Regions from separate parts of the Mus musculus genome. Here region 1 is linked to region 2. A link is a contact called in public Micro-C data. All regions are on one chromosome and are shown on one strand. The core of a region is the stretch at or near the end of the contact, and the rest is flanking DNA. Distances in the headings are between cores, read along the strand shown.

Region 1 (3,541 bases), core at 561-3,060, 120 kb after region 2:
GGACCTATGATTGTTACTGATTTATTTATTTCCTTGGCTCAACTTCTTTCTACATTCTCGTGAAGAATGCTGTAGACACCTTTTTCAATAATTTAATGTTTTCTAAGTGTAGAAAAAGTCTAAGGCATCCAACTATTTTTCAAAGGCTTTTTTTTACGATAATCTTTCTCGGAAAGTGTTCCTTCAGTCATCTTTTAAATTTTTTGGTGGGTCAGCACTCAGGGGGGGTAATAAGTTCGCTGAGTTCGAAGCCAGCTTGGAATACATATCGAGCCCCAAATCGGCCAAGTCTAAATAATGAGCCCAGGTCCAAGAAAATAAAAGCCAAACCCATATCTCCGCCCCCAAAAGGTGGGGCTCATGAAAAGGAGAAAGCACTTTACTGTTTTAATTTGCATTTCCTCATTTACTAATGAGGTCACACATTCCTTGGTTGTATTTTTTTCTTTTCTATTACATCTTGTCCTTTATCCATTTATTGATGGGAACTTAACATATATTTCTTGTGTGAACTTTATATTTCCCTCCATAAGCATCTTCTTGAGGAAGCTATGAGCCTCTGTGGACTCTTGTGCTCCACTGACTTGCCTGTTTACGTCAGAATTACTCAAAATCTGCTGTCTTAAAAACAACACTATACTCAAGCAGCCAACACCATCTTCGGTCCTCCGGGAGCTGGCTCGATTACCTTGGACAAGTCACTTTTCTGGGCCTCGGTCCCATTTGTAAAACTGGGGTAAAACAACAAGATATGCCTCCCTAACAGTTAGGACTGCTGTGATTAACAACGCCACAATGCCACTACCTTCCACTAAGTAGCAAACTAATCAGCTATCAATCAATCTCCTATCCTCAGATCATCGGAGAGCAAACTCGAACACTACTAGCGTGTTTTAGAATACAAAAACCGTCACCTTGACTGCAGAAACTTGAAGCAGGCCAGCCTGATACCTGCTATGGCTATTATCTTCCAGAGTCCTGACAGCAAACCGTGGAGACCCTGACAACCCCAGTCCTCTAAGACCCTTCATCCACCCGGGTCCTTAAACAAAAACGAATCCTGCAAGTGGGTAATCGGGACAGCCTATCTCGTCTTCTAGTCTGCCCACTCGATTATGAAGCCCGGGCGACAGACAATTCCGCTACTGGAATGTGACAGCACCCTTCAACGGCAAAGCGCCCGCCACCGCCGGGAATGGCGACACTGACCGACCTTCCCAAGCATCGCCTGCCTGCCGGGGAGGACCCGAGGGAGGCCGACTCGCCCAGCCCAAGGTCACTCGGGAGTCGACGCAGGCCGGGCTGGGTGCCGCCACCCTCCAGGCCGCCGGCTCCGCGCGCCCGCCGCTCACCTCAGCAGCGCCAGGAAGGCGGCGGGCTCCACGTCCGGCAGCTCGATCTCGGCCGACGTCGTGGCCATGCCGCCGTTGAACATGGCGTCGAAGACCGCGCTGCCGGCCGCCAGCACGAAGCGGTGGGCGGGGATGCGCTGCGGGCCCCCGGCGGCCGCCGCGCCTCGGCCCTTGCCCAGCACGAAACGCACATCGCTCAGCAGCTCCGAGTTGAAGAGGAAGGCGAAGCGCTCCTTGAGCGACGCCTTGGTGGCCTGCCAGTTGTACAGCGGCTCGCGCTGCAGGGGCAGCAGCGGCCCGAGAGCGGACGGCGAGGGAGCCGGTGGCGGCGGCGGAGGCGGCGGCGGGGCCGGAGGGCCGGGCTCCGCCTCAGCTCCGGTCGCCGGCTCCCCGGCCGCGGCTGACCCGAGCGAGGCCATCCTCCTGCTGCGCGGCTCCGCTCAAGCTGCGAGCACCCGGCGCGCCGCCGCCATGGTCGAGCCGCCCCGAGGCCGGCACCGCCCCCCTGCCTTCCGGGAAAGGCGCTTCCGGCCGCGCGCGCCCGCCCTCCCGCGGGGCCGCGTTGCTGAGGCGGGAGGCGCGCGGCCGCGAGAGGGTTGAGGGGCGTGCGGGCGCGCCGCGCTGATTCCTCAGGCCGCCTCCCGCTCCTCCCTTCAGGCTCGCCTCGCTCCCACCCGCGTCACCCTGCGAGGACGCCGCCTCAGCCCGCTTGGTGGATGAGCTGGACGTGGAAGGACCTCGAGGGCACGGCAAGGGAGTCTGTAGAGGAGAGACAGACACCCTGCTATTCTAAAGGCGGGATGGTGGCCCTGTCACAGCCCGGATGGCTGCATCACCCTTGGAAACCCCAGGCGGAGCTGAGAGGCTAGGAAGTCCACTGATCCCTCTCCCCGTCCGCAGTCTCTTTCTTACCCCTTCTGACTGTCGAGGCTCCACTCCGCCCTGTGAGAGAGTTCCTCTGCCATTTCCATGTCTAAGATTGAGGGCCTTCTTGCTCAACTCTCCTAGGCCTTGCTTTTGGTTCCAGTGCAGAAAAGCACTGGAACCACACCACCTTATGAGCCCTAGGATTTGAGTTGAGATTGGCTCATGCCTGTAATCCCAGTAAAATGGAAGGTTGAGGCAGGAACATGGCTGCAACTGGGAACCCAGCCTGGGTAGCAAATGAAGACCCACACACACACGCACGCACACACACACACACACACACACACACACACACACACACACACGTCTTAACTCCTTTCCCCTCAAAAACAAATGGGAAGGGTGCTGCCAGCTACATATCTTTGGGGGCAGTGTTCCTGTGTGGTTGTCATTATGTGGGAGCCTTTCTTGAACCCTGCAGCAATAAATAGATCCTAAGATAAGGCACTTGTTATAGGCAGAAGGAAAAGACCCAGAAAATGATTCTTTACGACACGAGAATAACTGGGGGGGGAGGGGGGGAACCTTCCGGCTTACAGATGTCAAGCAATCTAAGAGTCCTACGCTCCGAGTTTATAGTGGAATTGGACAAGAAATTTAAGCTGATTCTTTGAAAACAAAAGCAAGATACCAGAACCTTTCCCCTACCCCCATATTTTAATCTCTATTTTTAGGAATATTAAAAAACTCCGAAAAAGCTCTACTATTAATTTTGAAATATATACAATTCAATTCTCTGTTATGGGACTTTAGAAATAGAGTTGCAGTTGCCACCAAGCCTGATGACCCGAGTTTAATCCCAAGCACCTACAAGGTAGAGGGAGAGAACTAACTCCTGCAAGTTATCCTTTGACCTCTTGATGTCTAGTGTGACATCCCATAAAAATGGAATGTAATTTTAAAACATGGCTGGGTGTGATGATGCATACCTTTGAACCTGTGTCACAGGGGTTCACTTAGCTCTGTGAATTCCAGACCAGCCAGGGAGACCCTGTTCCAAAAATACTAAGTAAATAAAAATACCCTACAGGGCCAGAGAGATGGCTCAGCAGGTAAAGGTACTTTCTGCTAAGACTAAAGAACTGAATTTCATCCTGAGAGAGACCGATTGGCTGTCCTCTGCACTCCACAAGCACTGTGGTACTCCAGGATATGTATAGATCTACAGATACACAAAAATGAGTAATTAAAAAAAAATAAACTACAAAAAGAGCAGGGCACAGTGGCCCATGCCTTTAATCCCAGAATTAGGGAGGCGGAGG
Region 2 (3,597 bases), core at 796-3,295:
GCTTCTTGTTGGTGCTTCCCTCCCATGCTCATCCTGTACAACTCCCAGAAAGGATGGCAGTGGTTCTATCTTTTATTAAAATGGCTCCCTCCATCCACCTCCTCCGTCTAAACTATTTATCCAGCCTTTAGCCCCATCTCAGTTTATAACCATGGCTTGTACAGTCACATAAACTACAGAAGAAAATATATGGTAAAATGGCAGGGAGAGGTAAGAGCTACAAACCAGCCATTCGCTACAAGAAGTGAGTAATACCCATTTATTGAGTGATGTTAAAATGACATGAAAGACATGTGCTGCGTTTAAACAAAATGCCCAAGCTACTCCTCCCTGCTTTTACACAAACAAAAATTATTTTCTGGAATTTTCTTTGAGCTTTTATGAGTAAATGTTTTCATTCCCACAGACCTATTTTAACCCCAGAGTTTCAGTATTTGTTTCTGATTTGCAAGTAGGCTCACTGGTTTTGTGTCACCCGAGGGGGAGGGGCAGAGGAAGAGTTAAAATCACCAGGTCCTTTTACCTTCCACGTGTGCCAACTCCTTCCCAAAGCTTTTGTTTTTTAACTATGAAACCTGAGCGTCTCAAAGATTCCTTCTGCTCAAAGATGAGTTCTTTCATATCTGCTGAGAGATGGCTGAAAATGTTACAAAAATCTGCCTTCTGGGTAGGATGACTGTCTATCTCTGGCCTCCCAGTCGTCCAACATAAGTCTCTTGGATAGGCATCAATATTCCTAAGCAAACTTCCGATGGGCCCTCTGTCCCCCTTGTTCCATCTTGGCGTCCACAGCCATCTGCTCTCCTACCCGGAGCTCTACCTTGCTTGCCTCTGCTCCCTCCAAAACTCTACCAGCTCCACGGAGAAAGCCACTCCTGAGGCTTGTCTGGAGCTAAGCACAGTAAAGCCACTGCCCCATAGGGGCTGGTGGGGCCACCAGGGCGATCATGACTCTTCCCATGGCACCCATCCCCAAAGGGAAGCTAGTTCTCTAGACCACCTACACAGCAGAGGCCTCTGGGCCCCATGAAAGGCTGTTTGAAGAACACTGGGCTCAGCAGCAGAAGACAGACCTCTGATGTCCTTAACCATCCTCATGGCCAGTCAGGCAGTGGCCTAGCTTCTGCCGGTGAGCAACCACACACTAAGTATTCCCCTTTTACAAATGTATCAGCTGTTCAAGCTGGGAGAAGTCTCCCAACTAAACCGGCCTCAGTTTCCTCTTGTGGAGAGCAAGCACACAAACCATATCTCGCATAGAGACTGAAACACCATGAGTGTGCGCTCACATCGGCGAGCAGATGTAAAGAGTTACTGTGTTATTAGCACAGTGGCTCCTGACTCACAGCGCCTACTGCTCGGAGAGACGCCGAAGAGAAATCAATCCTGCTTTTAAAATTACTTTATATACTCAGGAGCATTAGTCACTTCAACTGAGTGCTCCAACTTCCCTCCCAAGCATCTGGAGCCTCACCTAGGTGCCTAACAGATTGTCGCATCTCAACGCTGCCTACAAGTCCACTATTCCTACGCTGAAGGGTTATTATTGGGTGTGTTTCCTTTCCAGGAAAACTTCGATTTCTATGTCGCTGGCTGTAAATGCAGCCGTGAAGAAAGGCAAACTGCTTTTCACACTCACAAACCCAGGCCCTGGAGTTGCTCGCGCTAGGGGCAAGGAGACCGCGGAATGGCCGAGGCGCCGAGACCAGCCCGGGTGCGGGTCCCCGCCAGGTGTCTCCGCGCCCGGCTGGCTGAGACGGGAAGGGCCGTGGGCTCCAGGCGCAAAGTCCGCGCCCAGGCCGGGGGCGCCCCGAGCTCCCGCCGCAGCACGCGACCGGCGGCCCGTAGCCCCTCGCGGGCGCTCCGCGAGCTCACTCACCCCATCTCCGGCGCTGCTCGTGCGGCCGCTCCGACGGGGCCCCTGGCGTTCGCTCTCCGCCCGCTCGGCAGCTGCTCCCCGCGCGGCACATGCGGCGGCCCGAGTGCGCCCGGCTCAGCCCCGGCGCCGTTCCATTCCGCCGGCTGCGCGGCTGCTCTGCCGGTGTCGGGGCCGCCGCCAGGCGCGGGCGGGCGGGAGGGCGGGGGCTGGGCGGCCGGGGGCTGGGCGGCCGCGCTCGGGCGGAGCCGCCGGTCCCTCCCGCCCGCTCCTTACGTAACCTCGTGGCCCCCGGGCCGCCGCCGCCCGCCTGGAGCTGGGGGCGCGGCAGCGTGTGCAGCGTCCCCCGCGCTGCCGCGCAGTCGCCGCTTCTTCCAGCAGCCCCCTCCTCTCCTGTGTCGACCCCGCACCCGCGCGCCCTGCCAAGCTTGGCGCCGCGCCTCGGACGGGATGTCCCACCTGCTGGACTTGAAGTCGCAGCTGGCAGGGACTTTTTGGCCACCTTTAGTTTGCAGATGAGGGAACCGAAGCCCCCCAGGGAGGAGAAATGATGTGACCAAGGTCACAGTCTCAGATTAGATCTCACGTCTCCAGAGTCTGAGATGGGCAGGACCACGATTTGCTCCCCACCCCATTTAATGCCCACCTTCGTCTTCCTGCCCACCTGTCTGGCTGAGTGGCCTTAAAATCCTGGAGGGTAAGATGGCAAGGAGGATTCTGTAGCCCAAAGCAGGTTCCCTGAACTCTTCCCTGGGTAAAGACAGAAACGCACACCCTCAGCATAGCGAGTTGGCAAAATTTGAGAGGCTTCCTTAAGCTTGGCTATGATTCCCTACCAAAGGCCAGCACTGGAGCCAACCTAACCATCACCCCACACTGGGCCTTCCACGGGATTGTCTTCGGCTGAGCACACATTGCCCACACAAGCCTGGCATCTCTGGACAGACAGGGACTGGGAGGAGAAGGCAAGGACAAGCAACTGGAATAGGGCCACCACCGTGCCCCTGCCCTCATTTCCCTTCAGGCCACTGTGACTAGCTACCTAGCTCCTTCACCTCACAAGAGCACCCACCCCATTTCTAAACGGTGGTCAGTAATTTCTGAAATACAAGTTGATCTGAGGCTCCCCTCCCACTGTCCTTGGGATGAGCCTGGCCAGTCCACTACCACCTCCAGCCCTCTCACTTTGCCCTTGCTCGCCGCACTCCAGCCAGCTGGCCATTCTCTCAGCCTACCCACGTGCTCTTCTTTCTGTCTGGGAAGATTTTTTTCCCCTTCATTCCTACATGTGCTTCAGATCACTGTTACACTGTCGCGTCCCTTAGGGGCTTAACCGAAGGCCGTGGATGGCATTGTTCCGGTCCATTTTTCTTCCTTGCACTTACTGTTAGTAGTATCTCGTGTAAAATTATTGGTTTAATATTCCAGACACACCTGCAAACTCTTAGAAAGATGTGGCTTTTTGCCCATAATTGTAACCTCTACTACCTACAATGGGAATTCAAAGTCTTCCACCAATATTTGTTGAATGAATAAGTAAACAGACCAAGCCCTATCTATACAAAATTGGTCAGGATCTGTGCACACAGGTGACTCTGTTTAGAGCCAAGACTAATGAACAGTCAGCCCCAGAGGAAGTTCTTCTAACACAAGCTGAATTCCAAAGACCAGGGCTGTGCCAAGGTGCTGAAGGGAAGGGGTCACTGGTAAAGTCCCAGAAA

Evidence for each region. A called contact is a pair of places that touch in the nucleus more often than the background predicts.
Region 1: a contact with region 2 is called in a Micro-C map of embryonic stem cells, with 2.3 times the contacts expected there. The contact joins the promoter of Btbd1 here to the promoter of Homer2 in region 2. A contact is called at or near these places in 4 of 484 Hi-C or Micro-C datasets (embryonic stem cells and muscle stem cells) and 1 of 9 other capture datasets (adipose tissue).

What each region holds. Positions count from the first base shown.
Region 1 is chr7:81,827,621-81,831,161 of GRCm38.p6, forward strand. It overlaps Btbd1 (BTB (POZ) domain containing 1), which reads right to left and starts at 1,811. Exons shown (of 8, transcript NM_146193.2): 1 at 1,353-1,811. The coding sequence starts at 1,771.
Region 2 is chr7:81,704,880-81,708,476 of GRCm38.p6, forward strand. Homer2 (homer scaffolding protein 2) reads right to left here and starts at 2,046. Exons shown (of 9, transcript NM_001164086.1): 1 at 1,880-2,046. The coding sequence starts at 1,884. It overlaps Gm32579 (a long non-coding RNA gene), which reads right to left. Exons shown (of 2, transcript XR_391652.2): 2 at 3,273-3,597.